Regions from separate parts of the Sus scrofa genome. Here all the other regions are linked to region 4. The links are chromatin contacts, called in public Hi-C and HiChIP or PLAC-seq maps. All regions are on one chromosome and are shown on one strand. The core of a region is the stretch at or near the end of the contact, and the rest is flanking DNA. Distances in the headings are between cores, read along the strand shown.

The links. A called contact is a pair of places that touch in the nucleus more often than the background predicts. HiChIP or PLAC-seq counts read pairs in DNA pulled down with a chosen protein or histone mark.
Region 1: a contact with region 4 is called in a Hi-C map of skeletal muscle, with 16 times the contacts expected there. The contact joins the promoter of PCIF1 here to the promoter of DBNDD2 in region 4. A contact is called at or near these places in 2 of 5 promoter capture datasets (fetal liver and liver), 3 of 47 Hi-C or Micro-C datasets (heart right ventricle, liver and skeletal muscle) and 1 of 2 datasets of contacts at active chromatin or transcription factors (alveolar macrophages).
Region 2: a contact with region 4 is called in a Hi-C map of heart right ventricle, with 3 times the contacts expected there. The contact joins the promoter of UBE2C here to the promoter of DBNDD2 in region 4. A contact is called at or near these places in 1 of 5 promoter capture datasets (fetal liver) and 2 of 47 Hi-C or Micro-C datasets (heart right ventricle and skeletal muscle).
Region 3: an H3K27ac HiChIP or PLAC-seq map of alveolar macrophages shows a contact between it and region 4. The contact joins the promoter of STK4 here to the promoter of DBNDD2 in region 4. A contact is called at or near these places in 3 of 47 Hi-C or Micro-C datasets (embryonic fibroblasts, heart right ventricle and skeletal muscle) and 1 of 2 datasets of contacts at active chromatin or transcription factors (alveolar macrophages).

The regions. Positions count from the first base shown.
Region 1 is chr17:48,117,237-48,122,708 of Sscrofa11.1, forward strand. PCIF1 (phosphorylated CTD-interacting factor 1) reads left to right here and starts at 3,027. Exons shown (of 16, transcript XM_021077371.1): 1 at 3,027-3,476; 2 at 5,366-5,472.
Region 2 is chr17:48,016,741-48,021,962 of Sscrofa11.1, forward strand. UBE2C (ubiquitin-conjugating enzyme E2 C) reads left to right here and starts at 1,663. Exons shown (of 6, transcript XM_013985422.2): 1 at 1,663-1,849; 2 at 2,393-2,420; 3 at 3,196-3,282; 4 at 3,715-3,919; 5 at 4,033-4,092; 6 at 4,530-4,802. The coding sequence starts at 1,749. The coding sequence ends at 4,588. It overlaps DNTTIP1 (deoxynucleotidyltransferase terminal-interacting protein 1), which reads left to right. Exons shown (of 13, transcript XM_001928813.6): 12 at 286-341; 13 at 455-828. The coding sequence ends at 593.
Region 3 is chr17:47,386,259-47,391,481 of Sscrofa11.1, forward strand. STK4 (serine/threonine-protein kinase 4) reads left to right here and starts at 1,336. Exons shown (of 11, transcript XM_021077860.1): 1 at 1,336-1,479.
Region 4 is chr17:47,684,608-47,690,593 of Sscrofa11.1, forward strand. DBNDD2 (dysbindin (dystrobrevin binding protein 1) domain containing 2) reads left to right here and starts at 1,613. Exons shown (of 6, transcript NM_001243672.1): 1 at 1,613-1,777; 2 at 1,996-2,240; 3 at 5,150-5,217. It overlaps SYS1 (protein SYS1 homolog), which reads left to right and starts at 1,577. Exons shown (of 4, transcript XM_005672967.3): 1 at 1,577-1,777; 2 at 1,996-2,240; 3 at 5,150-5,217. The coding sequence starts at 2,079. It also overlaps the pseudogene LOC106506694.

The DNA.
Region 1 (5,472 bases), core at 1,777-4,276, 430 kb after region 4:
TTGCAGGTTTGATCCCTGGCCTCGCTCAGTGGGATAAGGGTCCAGCATTGCTGTGAGCTGTGGTGTGGGTCGCAGACACAGCTCGGATCTGGTGTTGCTGTGACCGTGGTGCAGCCCGGCAGCTACAGCTCTGATTAGACCTCTAGCCTGGGAACCTCCATATGCTGGTGTGGCCCTAAAAAGACCAAAAAAAAAAAAAAAAAAACTAAAAAATAAAAGGTTTAAAAAATAATGGGGCTGGTTCTAGGTCGTGGAAATGAGGATGGAGAGAAGGGATGAGGACTACATGGGGAGGAACAAGTCTGGGGAGGCAGATGAAGAGCAGTGTTTTACCTTCTAAGGTAGAGAAACGTGCCAATATTGACATGGAAACATCCAGGATGTTATTTGCACAGACACGTCACTTGCCCTGGGTCCAGATTCCCTTCTCCACAAGACAGTGAAGCAATGCGGTTTTAGGAACCAGTCTTGGGTTTTGGTGTCAAGAACTCTGGGCTCAAAATCCCAGTTCTCAGGCGTTTCCGTTGTGGCTCAGGGGAAATGAATCTGACTAGTATTCATGAGGGCGCAGGTCCGATCCCTGGCCTCGATCAGTGGGCTAAGGGTCCAATGATGCTGTGAGCTGTCGTGTAGGTCACAGACACAGCTTGGATCCCAAGTTGCTGTGGCTGTGGTGTAGGCTGGCAGCTACAGCTCCTGATTGAACCCCTAGTCTGGGAACCTCCATATGCTACAGGTGTGGCCTTAGAAAGATGAAAAAAAAACAAAAACAAAAACCCAAACCCAGTTCCCTTACTTCCTGGCTGTGAACCTGTGCAATTACTTCGCCCCGCCCCCTCTCCCAGCTTCAGTTTCCTCATGGGTAGATTTGATATAAACATTTCTACTCTCAGGGGTCTTATACTTTACACATGGTAAAGCTGGATATGCACTGGGGATGTTTATGGCTTTGAGAATCAATTCAGAGAACCTAAACTAGGAATGAGAAAATACATTCAAAAATAGCAAAAATAGGTAAAGATTTTTTTTGTCTTTTAGGGCCATACCCATGGCATATGGAGGTTCTCAGGCTAGGGTCGAATCCGAGCTACAGCTGCCAGGATACACCACATCCACAGCAACACCAGATCAAGCCGCCTCTGCAAACTATACCACAGCTCATGGCAATGCCAGATCCTTAACCCACTGAATGAGGCCAGGGATCAAACCCGTGTCCTCATGGATACCCGTTGGGTTCGTTACCGCTGAGCCACAACGGGAACTCCAAGAATAGGTAACGATTGCTGTATACCCTTTACACTCCAATGGAAGGAACTAGATGGCAAGCCTGTAAAACTGGGCATTCTGTAGGTCTAGAGTGACCATATAATTTATTGTTCAAACCACTGCCCTTTTGAGAAAGGAGGCAATATTAATAATTATGTCGGGGAGTTCCCATTGTGGCTCAGTGGTAATGAACCCAACTAGTATCCACGAGGTTGCAGGTTCAATCACTGGCTTCACTCGGTGGGTTAAGGATCCTGCATTGCTGTGACTGTGGTGTAGGCCAGCAGCTGCAGCTCCAATTCAACCCCTAGCCTGGGAACCTCCCTATGCCACACCTGTGGAGAAAAAATGTATGCCAGCACAACAGACATAAATCAAGACTGTCCTGGGCAAAGCAGGGCATGCAGTCCCCCAGTGTCAGTCTGAAGTGGGGACCTGGATCTGATTTCCTGTCAAGCCTCTCAGGTGAACAGTTTTCACTGTGAGGGCAGGATCACTGCACATCCCGTGCCTTTATGGAGCTGGTTTATTTCTAGAAGGTTCAGATCTACTTGGAGCAATTTCCCCAACCCCATGAGGTGATAATAGCTAACATGTATTAGTGCCAGATACAGTCCTGAGTACTCGGCAGTTAATTCACACCAAGCCTTTATGAGGTAGGCGGATTTGTGGTCTGTTAGAGGAAATGAAAACTTAGATGTCAAGCAGCTCCTTCAAGGCCACACATCTAGGGTGGAGGAGCAAGAGTTTGATCCCCGTTAGACTGATGGGAACCCTAGTTCTGTTCACAATACTGCCTCGGTTTTGTTTTGTTTTTTTCCCCTACTGTCCACACCTGCGGCATATGCAAGTTCCCAGGCTAGGGGTCCAATCAGGGCTAGCTACCAGCCCACCCTACAGCCTCAGCAACACCAGATATGGGCCCCATCCACGACCTTCTTTAGCTTGCAGCAACACTGGATTCTTAACCCACTGAGTAAGGCCAAGGATTGAATCTGCATCCTCGCATATATTAGCCCGGGTCTTAACCCACTGAGCCACGGGTTTTGTTGGCACTCCCGTTACCCCACCAAGTTGCATGGACCAGGCATCAGGGACACCCGGGGAGGCCCAGTTGGGGTAACTGCAGCCTCTGGCTCCACGTGGGAAGCACAAGGCGAACAGCAGGTGGCAAGCTTGTCTTCCTTCCTCTCAGGCTTTCTTCTTCTCAAGCTTTCACTGGGAGGTGAGTTTACTGGGGAGACCAGGAGTGGAGCTAGTGAGTACTCTGCCAGACCTTACCAAAGAATCCGGCAGGCCGCTGGGCACGGGGCACCTAGTGACTGCCAGTCTCCTGCTAGGCTAACTTTTGTGGCCGGTTTGAGGTCTCAGAGAGGTTTTGTGCTGCAACTAGCAACCACTGATGTCAGAGTTAGAAAGTCCTCTGATGCATTTAGCTTATTACAATTTCCTAACTTTACCAAAAGCTTTGTTACATGTCTCCCACATATGGTTGTTTTGAATTTCTTCTACGCAGGGGCTCTTAAAACTTGTGCAGCCTTATTACGGGAGAAGGTTCGATGTGCATGCAGCTTGGGTATGGGAAAAGGTTGGAAAACATTCTTTCTGAACCGAGAACCAGAGAGGGCAAGCGATCGGCCGGAGGCAGCAGAGCCGTGCGGGAGCTAGGACCCAGGTTCCTCCATAGGTACAGAGCCTACGTCATCAGGACTCCGCCCTGAGGGAGGTATCTGGGCCGAGCCCCCCGCAGGTTCCAAACCCACCCCACGCCCCCTGGTGCGCACACTCAATCCGACGCAGCCAGCGCACCGCCCACCCAGGTCCGCTAGCACCAGTGGGTGTGCTCGCGGGGGAAACTGAGGCAAGGAGCGTGCTTGTGAGTGCGTTCCTTCCTCAGTCCACGCCTCAGGGCCCGCGAAGCTGCCCTCCTCCACCCTAGACCTGCATGAAACAGCAGGGAAGAACGGAAGGAAGGGGAGGGGGGCCCAAAGCGAGCAGGGTCCAAGGAGCTGGCCGGTCCTGCCACACTCAAGATGGCGGAGCGGCAGCGGCGAGGTCCCTCAGAGGCGGTACCAGCGCATGCGCAGCGCGGAGTCCCGGCCCGGGACACAAGATGGCGGCAGCGGCGCTGGGGAGGGCGAGGCGGAGGCGGCAAAACGGGCGGTCGAGCAGAACGTGTAACCGCGTCCCCTCGAGTCCGCTACGGGCAGGTAAGAGCCCCAGGAAGCCATGGTCCCGTCGCGAGCCGCGCCAGGGTCCGGGAGTCCGAAGCCAGGCGGCGGTGGCCCCGCCGGCGCTTTCCACTCCTGGCTACCGCTTGCCCCGTCTCTGCCGCCGCCGCCATCTTAGGCCCAAGGGTGGGCGGTCGGGCCGGTGGCCTGGATGAGGGAGTTCGGTCCGGAGAGCGCGGGCGGAGCAGCCTCTAGGGCCCCTCCGCTGCTGCCGCCGCCACCGCCTTTGTGTCGGGCTCCGACTCTGAGTCGCCTCAGCCCGGGGGCGGGAGCGCGCGGCGGGGCGGGGGGCGGAGCCGGGAGATGGGCCGGCGCGCGCGCGCCGAAAGAGCCCGCCCCCCCGGGGGGGTGGGAGGGAAAAGGTGCGCGCGCTAGGGGTCGCGCCTCCCCTCAGCGCGCGCCCCCGCGCCTGCGCACTTTGCGAGGCCTTTGACTCCTCCCTACTGGGTTGGAGTATTCTGATTGGTGCGTTACTGAAATGATCCCGCCTCATCTTTCTCCAATCCTGGACTCAGGCTCTTTTCTTTCTGGTGGGTTCTTTGGTTGCGCAGATACAGTTGTTTATCCTAAAGCTGGTCGGCAAATTGCGGTACGCGTGGGATTAATAAAGACGTTATTTTAGTAATAGTCGTTATCTCTTAGAGTGTACAGTATGCTAGGCTCTACGTATAGAGACTGTAGAGGTTGAGTGATTCTGGTTTATAAATTGGAAAATGGCAGAAGGGTCTGGAACCCGGTTGTGTTCAAACCCAGAACTGGTACTTTGGCTGCTGACCTGCTGCATCCACATCACCTGGGAAATTAAAAAAAAAAACTCCTTAGTCATTAAAAAAAATTGGCAAAGACTTAAAATGATGTGAAGAAATTAATCATCTGGTCTCTCAGTCTCACTCCTGTGGCGCATTTTAAAAAATGCAAATTCTTGTGTATCTCCCCTCCCCATCTCTGACTCCTAAGATGTGGAATGAGGGACAGGAATCCGAGGTTGTTTAACACGTTCCCTGATGGTTCTGATGCACAGAGCTGGCTTTGGGAACACTGCAGTGTCCCAGTTTGGCCTCACTAAGGAATGCAGCTTGTGCCGCCTCTGCATAGTTCATCTGCCTGCTGCATCAGTATCTCACAGTGTTTCTTATGGAAAATATTTTTTCAATAAAGGTGAACTTGCTCCGTTATATAACACTTTTCATGCATTGTTATTTTTTAAAATTGAAAACCTGATTCACATGTGTTTTTCACTCACTCTGGGTGGCTTGGAACTGTGCCCACCTTGAAACTGTATGTTTGTTCACTTTTCTCTTGTCATGGGGTACCTTAGCAAGATCAGCAACACAATTTGTAGGGTCAAGTGTGCAAGGTGAGAGTGTGGACCCCTCGTTAAAAAAGGTATTAAAAATTTGAAGACAGGGAATTGTCTGATGGCCTAGCGGGTTGTGGCTCCTGCGTTCTCAGCGCTGTGGCTCTGGTTGCTGCTGTGCGGTGTAGGTTCAATCCCTGGCCCCGGAATTCCCACATGTTGCCTGTGTGGCAAAAAAGAAAAAAAAAAAAAATCCCACAAAAAACAAGAGAGGACCTGAAGTAAATGTTGCAACTCTCATTTAAAAAAAAAAAAAATTGAAGACAGTGACAGCAGAGCATTAAACCTCCTCAACGTGGGGCTCTGTGGGACTGTGCAGGCTGCAGGTCTGTGAAGGTGAACCTGTTGGTTGGGAAGCTTGGGAACTACCGTTTCCTCTCCCGAATCCCCAGATCTCCCACAGTGTGTCCTTGGGGCTCCCGACGTGCTCTGTGTCAGTGGCCATCTTGTTGCCCCCGATCTGCACCATTTCACAGGTCTGCGACTCTCTTTTCTTCTCTTTGCTCTGCAGTTGCTGATGCAAGAAATCCCCTGGGCCCCCGTCCACTCCACTGCTGACCAGCCCACCCGCCTGCGCTGAGCTTTCCTGCAGGCCTTCCCACTGCCTCTGTGGGACCC
Region 2 (5,222 bases), core at 413-2,912, 330 kb after region 4:
CTGTAAGCCACCCCATGGCCCTTTTTTAAAGAGGTGACAGCCAAAAATAAGTCAGTAATCCCCACTCTCCGGCCCATAAATTAGTCTCTACTTGAAAGAAAAATTATCTCAAGAAACTATTCCCCAGACAGCCTCTCCCTTCTTGCTCTCCCTTGCTAAATTACAAGCTATGACTCCACTCCTCCCTTCTAGCCCTTACCTTAAGCAGACGTTTAATAAAGTGTTAATTGAGTTGGAATGAAACGAATCATAGGCAGTGACCACTCTCCTTTGTTCCTGCCCCAGGCCTACCTCCTCATTGAGGAGGACATCCGGGACCTCGCTGCCAGCGATGACTACAGGTAAAACCAGCGGTCTGTCCCCTACCCTTCCCCCTGCCTCACAGTAGCCCCTGGGATGAGCCTGGACCTACATCTTCCCTTGCTCCAACTCTCCTCTTCAATGTCTGTCCCAGAGGATGCCTGGACCTGAAGTTAGAGGAGCTGAAGTCCTTTGTCCTACCCTCCTGGATGGTTGAGAAGATGCGAAAGTACATGGAGACACTACGGACAGAGAACGAGCACCGCGCTGTTGAAGCACCTCCACAGACCTGAAGCCAGGTCCCCTGGCTACACTTGGCAGCCCTCCTTTAAGGCCCTCTTACCCACATGGCTGAGGTCACTGCTGGGACTGCTTCTAGATGGATCTCAGCAGCATTAAGCTATGCCTGGGCTAGTTTGTAGTGACTCACTGCAGAGCACCCCCAGACTGGCATGTGGTTCTATATTTGTAAAGTTTTTGGGATAAGAAGCAATTAAACAGTTTGTAATAAACACAGATGGTGAGCCTGCTGTGAAGTCTGCCTCTGGGGGCTGACAAAATATCAAGGGCTCTCCCTAGAGGAAGTGGGTGTAGGGAATAAAGGCCCAAGCACCCCTCCCCCATCCCAGGAAGCCCAGTGGCCTGTGCGTATCTGCTCCGTGAGAAACTGGGAACAGCCTGTACCTTGCTGCCAGCCTTTCCTGTCCCTGTTTATCTCCTCACCCAACTAAGGCATGGGAGTAGCAGAATGTGACGGCTGGGATCATGGACATTTGATGACAAACCAGCAGGAAAATGTAAGGCGGCTTTTATTACCCCCGTTTTAAGGTTAAAACACGAAATTAAGTGCCTAGGGTAGCACAGGAAGCCGTTGGAGAGGCCACCGTTGAACCTGTTTTCCAGTAGGGGGTCTCTGGCTCTGGCCCTCGGCCACTAGTTTTTACCCTCGCCTGACGGTTCAGACCCTTAAGGCCCTAACCAAAGTGCCCAGGACATTAATAACAAGTGGAGGAGCTGGGGTATCCGGTTTGGGGGATAAGTACCAGGGCCCCGAAATCGGAGACCCTCCCTTCTGCGAGCAGGGAGTCCTAAGCCGGCGTGCGGTAGTAGCCAAGGGATTCATCCCACGTGGATGTCTTCTAGGCCATTTAATGGTCGGCGTTTTCCAAAGGCCACCAATCCACTACAGATTCGTTAGTTAATGACAGCCTCTCTTACCAATCGCCCATCTGAAGAGGGATCCAGCCGCCCAATAGTGGTGCGCTGGTGGGTGGATGCAGCAGTGACAGAGCGCCCCATTGGCTGGATTAAACCCAAGCGAGCCACTGATTGGCCGGCACCTCCGGAGGGTTACAATTCAAACGCGGGCGGGCGGGACCGCGGCCCTGCAGTTGCAGCCGTGGTCTCCGGATACCCTGAGATCCTGTCTCCCTCCCAGCGCTGCCCAGATGGCTTCCCAGAACCGCGACCCAGCCGCCGCCAGTTTCGCGGCCGCCCGTAAAGGAGCCGAGCCCAGCGGGGGTGCCGCTCGGGGCCCCGTGGGCAAGAGGTGAGTGGTGCCGAGGGAACACTTGCCGGGCCTGGCACGCCCTAGGCATTTGAAGCCCAGAGCAAAGACTTCCGGGGACCCCCACATTCTCCTGGAGCAGCTGAGGTATGAGAGGTAGAGGTACACGCCAGGAGATCGCCTACTTCTGAAGGACGACAGAAGGGGTAGGGATGCTGCCAGGATCCTCCGTGGATGAGCCAAGATGAAGATGCCCTGGGGACCCTCTGTGGCTTGGCTGGAGGGCGGCGGGGAAGGGGGCTAGAAGGTGAGAAATTGAGATCCTGCACAGAGAGAGACGCCAGAGAAGCAGAATTAGGGGTTAAGAATAAGCCAGAGCTCTCCTTCCGGGAGCCTGGCATTAGGAAGGGTGTGGACTCACTAAGACCCCCCTGTGGAAATGGGGGTGACCATGCCCACAGCTAAGTCCGACCTCAGGGTAGAGGGAAACCTCCGTGACAGCTGCTCCAGAGAGATTGGGATGGGAAGAGATGCACCTCCTGGAGCCCTGGACTCTCAGATGACCCCCAGATGCTCTTTTCACAGGCTACAGCAGGAACTGATGACCCTCATGGTAAGTGACTGGTGCCCGGATACCCAACCAGTTGGTCTCCCCTCCCACCTCCCAGTCACTTATCAGTAGCCTCCTTTCCTAGCTCCGGCTCTTTGATAGGCATGGGGTAAAAAGATGAGTCCAGCTTGCTCTCCTCTGGGAAGAAGTTAACACACCCCACCTACACATCTTCCCCCCAGGCATCTTTACTCCCAGTCCCATCTTGCCACAAAGAAGTTATCCTTAAAGTACAGCTCTCTTACGAGGCCTTCCCTCTGTCCTTCCTGGCTCTACTTCCCTGTCCTAAAATTTACCTACACCCAACTCTTCATCCTAAATATTTCTAATCCCATCCTACCTTGGAATGCTTCCTTCGGGCCAGTCTTTTCTACATTAACCCTGGATATTCAACTCAAATCCTTCAGTGCCCACGCTGTTTATCTTCCCAGCCTGTGAATAGTCTCTGGGCTTTGTGTCCAACCAGCACTCAATGGCATGTCAAATTGAATTCCCAGCAACCAGCAAAATTGTGGATACAAAGCTGCCTTCTTCTTCCCCCACACAACCCCTCCCTCTTAGGCTGGTGATAAACCTAATCCCAGTCCTCCCGGGGGGCACATTCAGCCCCCAGGATCTCCCCACTTCCTCAGAAGAGCCTATCAATCAATTTGGCCTGGTTGCTCCATTCTGGGTCCAGATGTGATGAGGTTAAGGGGCAGGGGCTCCCTCACCCACACCCTCCCCTGCAAGAGCACACTCACTCTTCAGCCCAGCAAGTGTTGTGTTTCTTCCCCAGATGTCTGGCGACAAAGGAATTTCTGCCTTCCCTGAGTCAGACAACCTTTTCAAATGGGTGGGGACCATCCATGGAGCAGCCGGCACAGTAAGTGTAGGGGTCGGAGTAGGTGAGGGTGACTCTGCAGAGTCTGGGGAGAGGTGGGAGGTGAAATCCAGGTGCCAGTTCTGCGTTGAGTCTTCTCACCTGGTGGGACACTCCCCTGTGTCTTCCTGGAGCCCTGAGCCTGTGGCCCTGCTCTCCATCCGCGCAGTAAGGCGGGGTCTCCATCTTAGCTACTTCCAGGGGCCAGACGGCAAGGAAAAGAATGAAGGGCAATTGAGGGTTTAGGCCAGTGGGCCCTCGCCCAAAGGGTCGCAATGTCCCACCAGCTAGGCGGGAAGGCACCACCAGTTTAATGCTTTGTCTTCTGCCGAGTCCCAGACAAACTCGGGGGTCTTGACAAGCCCCTTACGTGGGGCCTGAGCTGGAACTGAGGCTCAGGCAAAGAGGCTTACTCCCCAGTCTCTCTCTCTCCAGGTATATGAAGACCTGAGGTATAAGCTCTCTCTGGAGTTCCCCAGCGGCTACCCTTACAACGCGCCCACAGTGAAGTTCCTCACGCCCTGCTACCACCCCAACGTGGACACCCAAGGAAACATCTGCCTGGACATCCTGAAAGACAAGTGGTCCGCCCTGTATGACGTCAGGACCATCCTGCTCTCCATCCAGAGCCTGCTCGGAGGTGACTGCGGAGACGGCCTCTCCCCCCCAACCTGGGAGCCTGTTCCCGGGTTGGACAGCCTCTTCTAGCCTCTTCTACCCCGACCTGACCTTGCTCTTTGTCTCCATCCACAGAACCCAACATCGATAGCCCTCTGAACACACATGCCGCCGAGCTCTGGAAAAACCCCACAGGTGGGTCCTTCATCCTTCTCAGGCACCGAGCCATCCCTCCCCAACCATCAAAGGCTCCCCCCAGCTACTGAAGGATTCCAGTGACTTGGGAATGTGTCTGGATGACTGGGGGGTGGGGGGGGTTCAACCAGGTAACCCAGTTCCACCTCTGCCTTGGTGTTTCTGGTTTGCCTGTTTGCTATAAAATCAGAATTTGTCGCATTCATGTAGGTTGAGGGGCTTTTTCAGTAGAAGGCAAAGCTTTGTGCGAACAACTTGCTTGCTGAGGGCCCCAAGTCTCCTCCCCAGCTGGGTGGGCAGCCGGGGGACAGTTCTGTTGGGCTGGGAAACCCTTCCCCAACCCCCCAAACTCCTCCCACAGCTGTATCCTTGCTGCCCTCTTGCCAACCTTAACCCTTGTGCCCATGGCTTACTGAGACCTCCTCGTTCTCTTCCAGCCTTTAAGAAGTACCTGCAGGAAACCTACTCCAAGCAGGTCTCCAGCCAGGAGCCCTGACCCAGGCTGTCCAGCTCTCTCCCTGTGTTGTCTTTTTTTATTATTTTTCCTTAGATGGTCTGTCCTTTCCTTGATTTCTGTACAGGACTCTGTACCTTATCTGTGTATACCTTATCTGTGCTGTCATTTTTGTTTCTGTTTTTTTAAATTAAGTGTCCGGCTAAGCCCTTGTGATGAATATATTAAATAAATACATTTGGGGGTTTTTAAACAAGTTATGTCCCCTAGTCACCCTAGGGTTGGAAGTGCTCAGGCTCTGCAGAGGTCGGGCTTAGGGTCTGGGTTCTGGCCCTGCTCCTCTACCCAGGGTGTAGGAGCAGCTGAGAGGCTGGAGGGCTGAGCAGTGGGGTCATAGAATTCGTCCCCTGTGACTTTGGTTATTTTATGACTCTGCATCTGTTTCCTCATCTGTAAGATGGGCGTCGCAAAATGCCGATTTCTATGGAGGGGGGACACCAGGAGGATTGGTTAATTTAGGGACAGTCCCAGTTGCAGATGAGGCTGAACCAGACCTTCAGCTGAAACAGCTAGAGCTGTAGAGTGTGTGAGTGTATGTGTGGGAGGGAAGGATTAGCCACCTAATTTCCGGCAGTAGGTGTTTTGGTCCTTGAGAAGGAGAAGGGAAAAAAGGGGG
Region 3 (5,223 bases), core at 86-2,585, 300 kb before region 4:
GTTTAGCTTTTTTTTTCCCCTCCTTTTTAGGGCTGCACCTGCAGCATATGGAAGTTCCTGGGCTAGGTGCTGAATCGGAGCTGCAGCTGCTGGCCTATGCCACAGCCACAGCAGCGCCAGATCCAAGCCAAGCTTGCACCAATGCTGGATCCTTAATCCACTGTGTGAGGCCAGGGATAGAACCTGCATCTGCATGGATACTAGTCAGGTTCTTAGCAGCTGAGCCACAATGGGAACTGCTGTTACTCCATTTTTAGCATATGGAGTCCATACCTGGGTCGCCCTGAGAGGTTGCTCAGGTGTTGTTCTGAAGATGCTTTGAGAAAAACAGGACAATTAAAAATGGTGAGAGGTTGCTTTGGGTAAATTTTCTCCGGTAACGTTATGAGTGAATTGGGCGGAATCTTCCTTTTTCTTAATATTCACTGATGGTGGTGGCAACCGAGGATTTATGAATTTCTATAACTGGAACTGGAGCTCTGAGGGGACAGGAAGCTCTGAATCTCATGCCCAACCAAGGGTCCACAGTGACTGTCTAGTTTGATGGTGCAGGCTCTGGAATCAGGTCTATCTGGATATAACTCCCCAAACCTATACTTTTAGCTATTTGAGCTTCACCTCTCTGGCCTCACGAGAACAACAAAAGTATGCACCTTACAGCCTTAAGAGTATTAAATGAATTAGCATTAGTAGGGCATGAAAACGTGGTAATGGTAAGAGTGTCAAAAAATTAGCAGAGAAGATTGGGGTTAACGTTACAGGCTTGATATGAGGATTAAATGAAACAACACTTGAAAGCCAGTACATGGTAAGAGTTTAAAAAATAATAGCTATTTTTTATGTACACAGGTGAGGCTGTCAAGAGGGTGGAGCAATTTTCAGGCTGATGCTCTGTTACATCCACGAAGCGGTTTCGCACGTTCGAGCTTCCACCTGGAACAGGAATTCAATTAGTTCAGACCTGTAGAGTACCATAAATACCTCTGGGAGTCCCTGGAGCAGTGCTTCCCAGGAATCGCGCAGAACTTGGCTGGTTAAGAATCGACAGTTGTTATCAAGTATGTTGCTTCGCAAGAAACCTCAGTATCTCCGTCTGAGATATGAGAGGCGCGGCCCGAGGCAGCGATGGGTTCCAGGTCTGGGGGACCAAGTGTCTCGGGCTAACACCACCGCAAGAAACAACGCCGCCGAGACTCCAGTCTGCCTGACGACGTGCCCCAAGGCTGTCTCCGAGCCTCCTCGTTCCGCCCCAGCGTGCCACGTGACTCGAGTCCGCACCACGTGATCCAGGCCCGGCCCTCGCGGCCCCGCCCCTCCCCTGAGCAGCTCGCCGCTTCCGGTAGGGGCGGAAAGCGGAAGTGTGGGAGGGTCTGCGGGGCGGGCTCGGAGAAGTCCCGGGGGAGGATGGAGCACTGAGCGGGTCTGGGCGGCTGCCGGCAGCGCCATGGAGACGGTGCAGCTGAGGAACCCGCCGCGCCGGTGAGAGGCCGCTCGCTGGTCAAGAGGAAGGGGGGCGGGGAGGGAAAGGCGGGAACCGGCCGGAGGGGTGATGGGTGTGTGAGCCCGTGGAGCAGATGGACCTGCGGGGCCAGGCGACCGGGCTGATGGGGCACCTGCTGAATGGGCGACCCCTGGCCGGCGGGGGTCTGGACGAGGGGGGATAAACATGGGGCTGGTTAGAGATCACTTGTTTTTGGAGGGACAGCCTGGCAGGAGGGGAGCGACAGCCGGGGGGAGCAACTGCTGAGGAACGTGGGGACAAGTTAGGGAAAGCACCTGCTGAAGGCGGGGGTTGCCGCTGGGTGAGGGCTACTATACCAGAAGGGACTCATTGAGGTAGAGAGGATGCTGAAGCTGGGTGAGAACCAACGAGGGGGGATCTGTCTAAGGGATGGATCAGGAACAAGGAGAGAGAAGGGTTGGGTAGACTTTCTAAGGGACCGAGTCCCGCCCAACGGGTGCAGTGGGGAGGATCTGCTGAGGAGAAAAGCTGTGCGCCTGAGACTGAAGATGTGCCAAGAAAGGTTGAGAATGGGTGCCAAGCAAGGGTGGCTTCATGGAGGACAGCATTAGGAAGATGTTTTTGGTAGTGTCTCCACTCTAAGATAATGACACCTTTCCTTCCTGATGTCCAAGGTCTTCCTAATTTTCTTTACATCTGACACTGGGAGGTAGATAGGGAAGTAAGAGACAATTTTCTTTTTCTTTTTTTCCCTCAAGTATAGTTGGTTTACAACGTTGTGAGACTATTTTCAAGATGGGCAAACTGAGGCCCAGAAGAGTTGAGACACAGTCCTGTATGTTTCCTTCTTTGCTCTTGATCTGGGTCACTGGACCCGGCCAGACTTGCCTTTTTCAGATCTCTCTTGTTTTGCGTCGGTTCCAAAGGCTGCTGCTGCCTGGAGTTGTTTTACAACAAAATGGGGGGGGAGGGGGTAGCCTATCCTAGAAAGTCTCACCTCCTGAGGGGTTGCATTTGTGTCAATGATTTATTCAGTGGATGCCAGAGTCTTAAAGCACTCTGCCACATCTGGAGAAGAATCGAGAGTAGAGATTGAGGTGCCGTGCAGTTTGCCTCTGTTTCGCAGAGACCTCTGACTTCCTGCAGTAGAATGAGCTCTAAAGTAGGAAGTGTTCAGTGTGTGGGAGTATGGGGCAAAGGAGAGGTGAAAGGAAGGGATTGACAGCCGGGGCTGCGCCCATGGGTTTGTTTGAAGTGTACAAACAGTGCAGAAGGCAAATAGCTGGTTGGGATGGATTCATAATTCATCATATAGCGTGCTGAGTCTGACATTGAACTCACAGCACTTACTGGGTGCTAGACACTGTTCTTAGTGCTCTCCATGTCTCCTGTTGAACCGTATGAATTTGCTGATATTTGGCCATTTTGATGTGTAAAAATAGTGGTTTCATATGGTTCAACCTGTTATTGGCTCATTTGACCCTCACAACAATCCTATCACCTGTATCTCTGTATTTTACAGGTGATGCAACTGAGCCCAGAGAGGCTAGTGATTGGACAGGAGTTTCTCAGTTACTAAGTGACAGATCTGGGATTTTAATCCGAGCAGTCTGGTCTAAAGTCCATGCTGTTAGCTGCCTCACTCTGATGCCTCTCTGGAAGTACCCCTGTTTCACAAAGCCTTGTATACGTTAGCAGATATTTGCTCTAGTGCCATAGATCCAGTGATAAATGGACATGGTTATATTTCTTCCTGAATGTTCATTCTTTCTCCAAGGCCCTGGTTTAATTGAGAAGAGAATCGGGAATCTGAGTTTAGTTTTTACTTTGGTCTTATGTTGTGTAATCTTGGGCAAAAGAGTAAACCGTTTTGGTTTTCGACAGGCTCATTCCTAGACCTTTTAAATATTTCATTAAGTGTGCAAGAGAAAAGTATTGCAGGGCTGAATGACTGGTGCTTTCTGCTCATCATAACTAGTGAACTGCCTAATTTGCAGCCAATTAACTTTATTAGCATCTTATTAGTTTCTTAGGACTGCCTTGTCAGTTTCACAGACTGGGTGACTTAAATAACTGGGAAATTTATTTTCTCACAGATCTGGAGACTAGATCAAGGGGTCAGCAGGGTTGTTTCTTTTGAGGCCTCTCTCCTTGGCTTGCAGATGGCTTTCTCCTTCCTCTGTCTTCACATAATCTTCCCTCTGTACCTGGCTGTGGCCTCATCTCCTGTTCTAAGGACACCCATCATGTTGGATTAGCGCCTATGCATATGACCTCATCTTTACCTTAATTACCTCTTTAAGGGCCCTATCTCTAAATCAGGTTCTAAGGTATTGGGGGTTAGGACTAACATGAATTTGAGGGGATCAGTGGGGGGGGGCACATCGATTTTATTATCATTTAAAAACTTCCTTTATATTATAAAATGTTTGTCATAACCCATAAAAATTATATGCGGAAAGAAGGGTAAGCATACATAAGTAAAATGGCCCTTATAAGAGTTCTAGGATGGGAGAAAGAGGTTAGCCAAACCTGTAACTACTTCTTATTGGTGTTTGAAAAGATGTGGGTCTCTTTTCGGAGATTCAGATGGCATGTGTTTGCAACAAGGGAAAGCAATCCCAATGCAGGAAGTGCTCTTTGTGTTCAGGAGTTTGACACTTGTGTGTGACTAAGTGAATGATAATAGGCAAAAGTTGATGGTTTACAGGGGAGTTTATGATTTTTAAAAGTGAGTCGCCATTAGATAACAATAGCGTGGTGGAAGGTGTAGCGTGCGCGTTTCCGGGATGCTGGCTGGCCACGTGGCCATCTGCTTTAGCGGGGAGCCTCCACCTGTGTCTGGTCCACAGAGGCTGTGTGGGCCAGGCCTGTTCAGTTATGAGCAAGCAGTGAAACTACCAGGACCTGGGGAAGTCCAGCTGAGAGGGCTGAATCATCAGAGTTGGGCCATTTGGTTATAGCGCTTTTCCCAGAAAGACTCATGTATAAATGATCATGGAGACCCCTGTCAAAAGATTTTCCATGGAAATCTTATTTGTTGATAACACAGTAATACTTTTTAGGGTGAAATTGTTTTTTTTTTTTTGAAACCTCAGAAAGATTGCTGAGAAGGGTTTATGATTCTCATCATTGCTTTCCTTAGTCCCTTTAACAAATGTTTTTGCTGACCACTCTTAGTTCAGGTGCCAGAGATAAAAAGATCCCTTAAGGAGTTCCCGTCGTGGCGCAGTGGTTAACGAATCCGACTAGGAACCATGAGGTTGCGGGTTCGATCCCTGCCCTTGCTCAGTGGGTTAACGATCCGGCGTTGCCGTGAGCTGTGGTGTAGGTTGCAGACGCGGCTTGGATCCCGCGTTGCTGTGGCTCTGGCGTAGGCCGGTGGCTACAGCTCCGATTCGACCCCTAGCCTGGGAACCTCCATATGCCGCGGGAGCGGCCCAAGAAATAGCAACAATAACAACAACAAAAAAAGACAAAAGACCAAAAAAAAAAAAAAGATCCCTTAAGCCGGGACCCAAACCAAACAAAAACCCACTTAGATTGTTTTCAAGACGTATCTGAACAGTCATATAAAGTTTGTCAAAGTATTATCAGAGGCCTGCAGCTGTCCATCATGGCAGGAGCCGTTTCCTTTGTTATGCTGAGTTGAAATAGTGAATTTTGCTTTTTGTAAACCACGGAGTCAACCCTTCAAAGGAACACATTTGATCTTCCTTTATGCGGGCTGTTTATAAAACTTTAATTATACTTGAGAAATG
Region 4 (5,986 bases), core at 363-2,862:
GAGATTTGCTGAGCTCAACTGAGGGGCCTAAAAGAACAGTTGAGCTGGAAAGCACCTCATGTCTTTGGGCTTTAATGACTTGCAAACTGGAGTCCAAGGGAACTGTTTACAACATTTCCAAATAATAAGCGAAATCACATCCTCTTTTTTTTTTTTTTTTAAGGGCCGCACCTGCGGCATATGGAAGTTCCCAGGCTGGGAGTCAAACTGGACCTGTAGCTGCTGGCCTACACCACAGCCACAGCAACGCCAGATCAGAGCCATGTCTGTGACCTACGCCTCAGCTTGTGGCAATGCCCCTGGCTCCTTAACCCATTCAGCAAGGCCAAGGACCAAGCTTGTGTCCTCATGGCTAGTAGTCGGATTTGTCACTGCTGAGCCATGATGGGAATCCTGACTTACTCTTGATAGAGTATCAAGGTTCTTTACTTTTGTCTGAAATTGTATCAGCTCAAGGTGCTATCATGCTTATCACATGCTGTTCAGAAATTCTGATGTGCAAGTGACATGGGTCTTTGATAAAGTTGTTTTAACTGGGAAGTAATTAAAGGAGAGTAGATTAAATGATGTAAAACATTAATCTTGTCTAACTTTACGTTTCAGAAACAGGGAAGCTGAGGTTTAAAGAAGGAAGTGTACTAGTCACACAACTAGTACAGCAGGCTCTAAAACCTGGATTTTTTTTTTTCCTGGAACCAGTTACTTCCCTTCTTTCCATTCCGGAAAAGGAAAACCTAGGATCAATGAAATTGAGGGGTTTTGGTCCGCTGAGGCAGGAATGAAATGATTCATCAATTTGCTGTTGCCCTTTCTCTATTCTTGACTCATTCAGCAAATATTTACTGACTGTCCACACTATTTAGACTCAGAAGAGAAGTCATGGTGAGCAAGACATGCTCACAGTCAGGGTGGCAGGCAGAATGTGGATATGCTTCTAGGTATGAATTCAGAACCTCTGCTTCCTCCCCCTTAATAAATACATATGGATATATAAATATAAATGGATACATTATAAAACACCCAGTACTTTGCCTTCTAACACAGTGAGTTTGTCTGAGAGCAGAGCTGTTTCATTTGAAAGTGTCCAAATCTTCCTAACCACTCTATAGGCCCGAAATCAATGCTGTGGTGTTGGGCACAGCTGAATTCTAATTTTGATTGCCACTGTCTTTGAGACAGTATGTTGCTTTCCTTCTCTGACCCTTAGTTTTATCTAAGGAAACAGGGGCGAAATCATGTGTGGAATTGCTGGCAGGTTCATTTTAAGTCACCCCGGACTTTAGGCGAAAGAAAACGCTGGGAATCTAGGTTGAAAACAGAGTCGACGTAATCAATCCCTTAATTCCCAGACTTTCCCTCGCCCACGGCCACCCCTCTATCTTCCACCCCAGCTACCCTACTTTCCCCAAGATCCCCCTCTAGAGGGCACGCAAGCTCCACCGCGCTCACGCCTCACTTCCGTTCGCCTTCATTCTTTATTGTGCGCATGTGCATACTTCGGTTCGGGGCCGCCCTAAAACCCGCCCCCACCCCTGCTTTAGGGGGCTCCGCCGAAGACTGCACCCCTACGCCTGCGCAATCTCAGCCCCGCCCCCTACGCTGTTCCCGGAAACGCTTCCTTCCTACGTATCCGCTGCTGCCTCGGCCGCCGCTGGAGCTTTGCCTCTCTAGGCCTGTAGGGACTCTTCTCCATGGTTCTGCCTGTCAGCACTGCTTCGGGGGCCAGCCGGTGAGACTGGGCCGCACTCGGACGCTTTGATTCTCGAGTCCGACACTGGTGAGTGAACTTCAGAGAAGCTCGAGGACGGGCGGGGCTCGAGCAGCCGTAACGGGCAGGACTTCCCCTCAGTTCGGTAATGGGTCTGTCCGTCCTGCCCTCCCCCCCATTCCGGGAATGGGCTCGCCCCCTCCGTCCCAGCCCCTCCTCCTGGGCGGGGCGATGTTGCCATGGTGACGGCCGGCTGGCTGAGGCCCGGCGTGTGTGTGTCCTCGCAGGTGCCGGGGCTGCCCGGGGCCCATGGCGCGGCGGCGGCGGCGCTGACCCAGGCCCGGGCGGCAGCAGTGCCCCGCGAGCCGGCATGGCGGGCCAGTTCCGCAGCTACGTGTGGGACCCGTTGCTGATCCTGTCACAGATCGTCCTCATGCAGACTGTCTATTACGGCTCGCTAGGCCTGTGGCTGGCGCTGGTGGACGGGCTGGTGCGCAGCAGCCCCTCGCTGGACCAGATGTTCGACGCCGAGGTAGGGTCCCTGGGCCGACGCGGGCGGGGTCTCGGCTTCACGAGGTGGTCTGTCACTAATGGCTGTAGACCTCACTGGGCTACCTTCTCACTTTGTGGCTCTGGGAAAGGGATATCACTTTCCGAACCTCGGCTGCCCCATCCGTAAAATGGAATGACTCATAACGGGAAGGCAGACTGGTACAAAGGAAAGGCCCTGGGTGTTAGAATAAACAGACCTGCGTTCCAGGCAGTCTGATACATCTCCTTGCTGACACTGAGAAAGTGACTTCACTTCTCTGAGCCCTAGATTTCCAGGTATCAAACTGGGGAGGGAGGAATGGATAAAAGATCATTCACGGAGGTAGAGTGGGAACTACCTGGGCTTTGGAGTCAGGACTCTGTTTAACTCCCATGTATTAGCCATGTGACCTTGGGAAAGTATCCTCACCTCTCTGAACTTCAGTTTTCCTGTCTGCAAAATCATAAAATCAGTATCAGAAAGGTGGCAGACTGCAGAGAGCCTGTACTTTGGATTCAGAAAAGCTTAGGGTCCAGTCTAGACCCCAGCATTCTAACTGTGGGACTTGGGCAAGTTATTTCACCTTTCTAAACTTATTTCCTCTTTGGACTACAGTAATCCTCAACAAAATGTTTTGAGGCCCAGAGGGTGCTTTAGGGAGTTCCCGTTGTGGGTTACGAACCCAGCTAGTATCTACGAGGATGCAGGTTTGATCCCTGGCCTTGCTCAGTGGACTAAGGATCCGGCATTGCCGTGAGCTGTGGTGTAGGTTACAGATGTGGCTGGGATCCTGTGTTGCTGTTGCTGTAGCTGTGGTGCAGGCCGGCAGCTGCAGCTCCCATTCTACCCCTAGCCTGGGAATTTCCATATGCTGCAAGTGCAGCACTAAAAACCAAAAAGAAAAAAAAGTGGTTTATAAAATATAAGCTGAAATAAAAATCATTAAAATTTTTTTAAAAAAAGAAAAAAAAACAACTATAATTAAAAAATAAAAATCATTAAAATAAATAAATAACATGTAAGCTGAAGGGTGTTTGCTTCTGAGAGGCAGCTGTGGTATATGGTAATAAGCACAGTTCTTGGAACCAGGACTTTCTTCCCGATGCCTATTCTCTGTGTGGCCCTTGTGCAAGTTATTATGCAAAAGGGAGATAAGGGCATTCCCGTCATGGCTCAGTGGTTAATGAATCCAACTAGGAACCATGAGGTTGCGGGTTCAATCCCTGGCCTTGCTCAATGGGTTAAGGATCTGGCGTTGCCGTGAGCTGTGGTGTAGTTTGCAGACGTGGCTCGGATCCAGTGTTGCTGTGGCTCTGGCGTAGGCTGGCAGCTACAGCTCCGACTGGACCCCCAGCCTGGGAACCTCCATGTGCCATGGGATCAGCCCTAGAAAAGACAAAAAGACAAAAAAAAAAAAAAAAAAAGATATAAGAATAACAATAATAATAGCTTTATGAGATTGTTGTGAAATATGATTATGAACGTGAAAGGCCTTTACAGGCTGAAAGTGTGCAGACATCTGATATTCGATAGTATTGTTTCAAAAATGGTGGAGGTTACACACACCCACCAGGTGCCTAGTAGTCCCTTCTTAGGAGCCTCTGTCCTAGGAAGGACATGTGGGGATCTGGGGCTTTGTTGACAAGCCGTCTCATGCACCCTACCTAAATTCTAGACTGGAGTTGACAAACCTTTCTTTTTTTTTTTTTTTTTTGAGGGGGGCAAGTTGATCCACTTTTAATACTGAGTCAGAAGAAAAATCTGGTCTTGCCCCAAACCAATGATTTGGGTTAACATGTTCCAGAATTTTAAGTAAACAGTTGCTGCAGCTGGCTGAAGGTAGCCCCAGGTCCATCCACCAGGAAGTACTGTCGTTTATCTGCAGTGCCACCCACCTCCAGGGGGCTATCAGCTTGGGGTCTGCTCTGTAATTATTTCAGAACTCCATGTTGCTTCAGGCGAGTCAGCAGCTCCCTTCCCTCTCATGCATGCGCACTAGATGAGTGCATCCATCGGTGCCCTCTTTACCCATGAAGACCTGAGGTACCATTCTGGCTCCGTGAGCTGTTGCAGATATCAAATCTTGAATCTCTTCGGTGTCACTGGTGGCTGTGATATCAACTAATTCCAAAAGCCCTTCTTTGAAGGACAATTGGCTGAGGAGCTTCTGCAGTAGGCCCGGTGGGCTGCATGGACACCACCACCTTCCCAGGCTGGATTTTGCTGCTCACAAATGTTTGAGCTATGCTGACAGGCAGCTGCCTCCTGGGAGGAAACCTCAATTGCTGGTATTGCTCGGGTGTCAACAAACCTTTTCTTAAAGGGCGAGATTGTAAAAATTTAATTTAACTTTATTTTGACTCTGCCTGCACATGCAGAAGTTCCCAGGCCAGGAATTGAACCCCTGCCGCAGAAGTGACAACACCAGATCCTTAACCCTCTAGGCCACCAGGGAGCTCTGAGATGGTAAAGATTTTAGGTCACAACTGCTCAACTCTGCCCTTAGCACAAAAGCAGCCATAGACAATAATAAATGTATAGGTGTGGCTGCGTTTCAATAAAACTTTATTTACAATGAGTGCCTGGTCCCTGGGGCCATAGTTTACTGAACCCTGTGGTAGACCTCACTCCTTGCTGTTTACTGACCATATCACTTTGGGTGAGTTACCTAACTTCTCTGAACTTTTATTCCTCCATTGTAAAATGAGAATAACGATCCCTTCAGGCTGCTCTGAGGGGTCAGATGACGTACAGTGATACATGTCTGAATGCACCTTGTTGGAAATAGCGCTGTAAAGATGAAGGGGCATATTGGCTTCTGTGGCCCTTAGGAGGGCTTCTGGGGTCCTGGAGCCTGGGGTGCTCCTAGTTCCCCTCTCCAACATGTTTCCTTTGTGATTCCCCCTCAGATCCTGGGCTTTTCCACCCCTCCAGGCCGGCTCTCCACCATGTCCTTCGTCCTCAACGCCCCCACCTGGTGAGTATCACCGGTTTTGCCATCCAGCGCTGGAACTAACTTCCTGAATTCGGGCATGAAACGGGCTGGCACTTGTTCCTGGGGAGTGGTGAACTAAAGTGGGTGGCCGAGGCCAGTTCTGGAACCGGCTCCGTCATAGGGCTTCTTCCATCGCTGTTTTGACTTAGCCGGAAAGCTCTCAGTTCTCTCTGTGCATGCGGCCTTGGCACGGCTTCCATCTCAAATCACTTCCCTGGTGTGGAATGAGGTGAGGGGAGGATTGGCCCGGGAGTCAGGAGATCTGGGTTCTATTCCTGGCCTCTGTGCCATTGGCCAAGTTCCTTCCCTTCTTTCTGGGCCTCGGGTTCTCAGCTGTACCTGCAGGGCTTTGACCGAGGGGCAGTTTAAGGCAGTGATTAAGAGCTTAGGCTCTGGAGGCCAACTCACTTGGCTTTGAATCTCAGCTTTGGTTTAGTGACTGCAGACAGGTTAATCTGTCTCTGCCACAGTTTCCTCATCAGTAAAATGAGGCCAGTGATGTTGCCCACCTCATAGTGGGAATTACATGAGGTAATTCACAGGCGGTACTTCGAACAGTGCCTTGTGTTCCTGTTCTTGACCTTACAGCGGTTGAAAACCGGTGGGGGGAACTTGGACCTGAACTTGGCTCCCAGATATGTTCCGTTTGGTTTACACAGTTGTGAGCCCATGCAGGGTATTTAAGATTTTTTCACTTAGTTGAAAATCAGGATATTTTCTGTTAAAAATCCAGATTTCTGGCTTCTCTTAA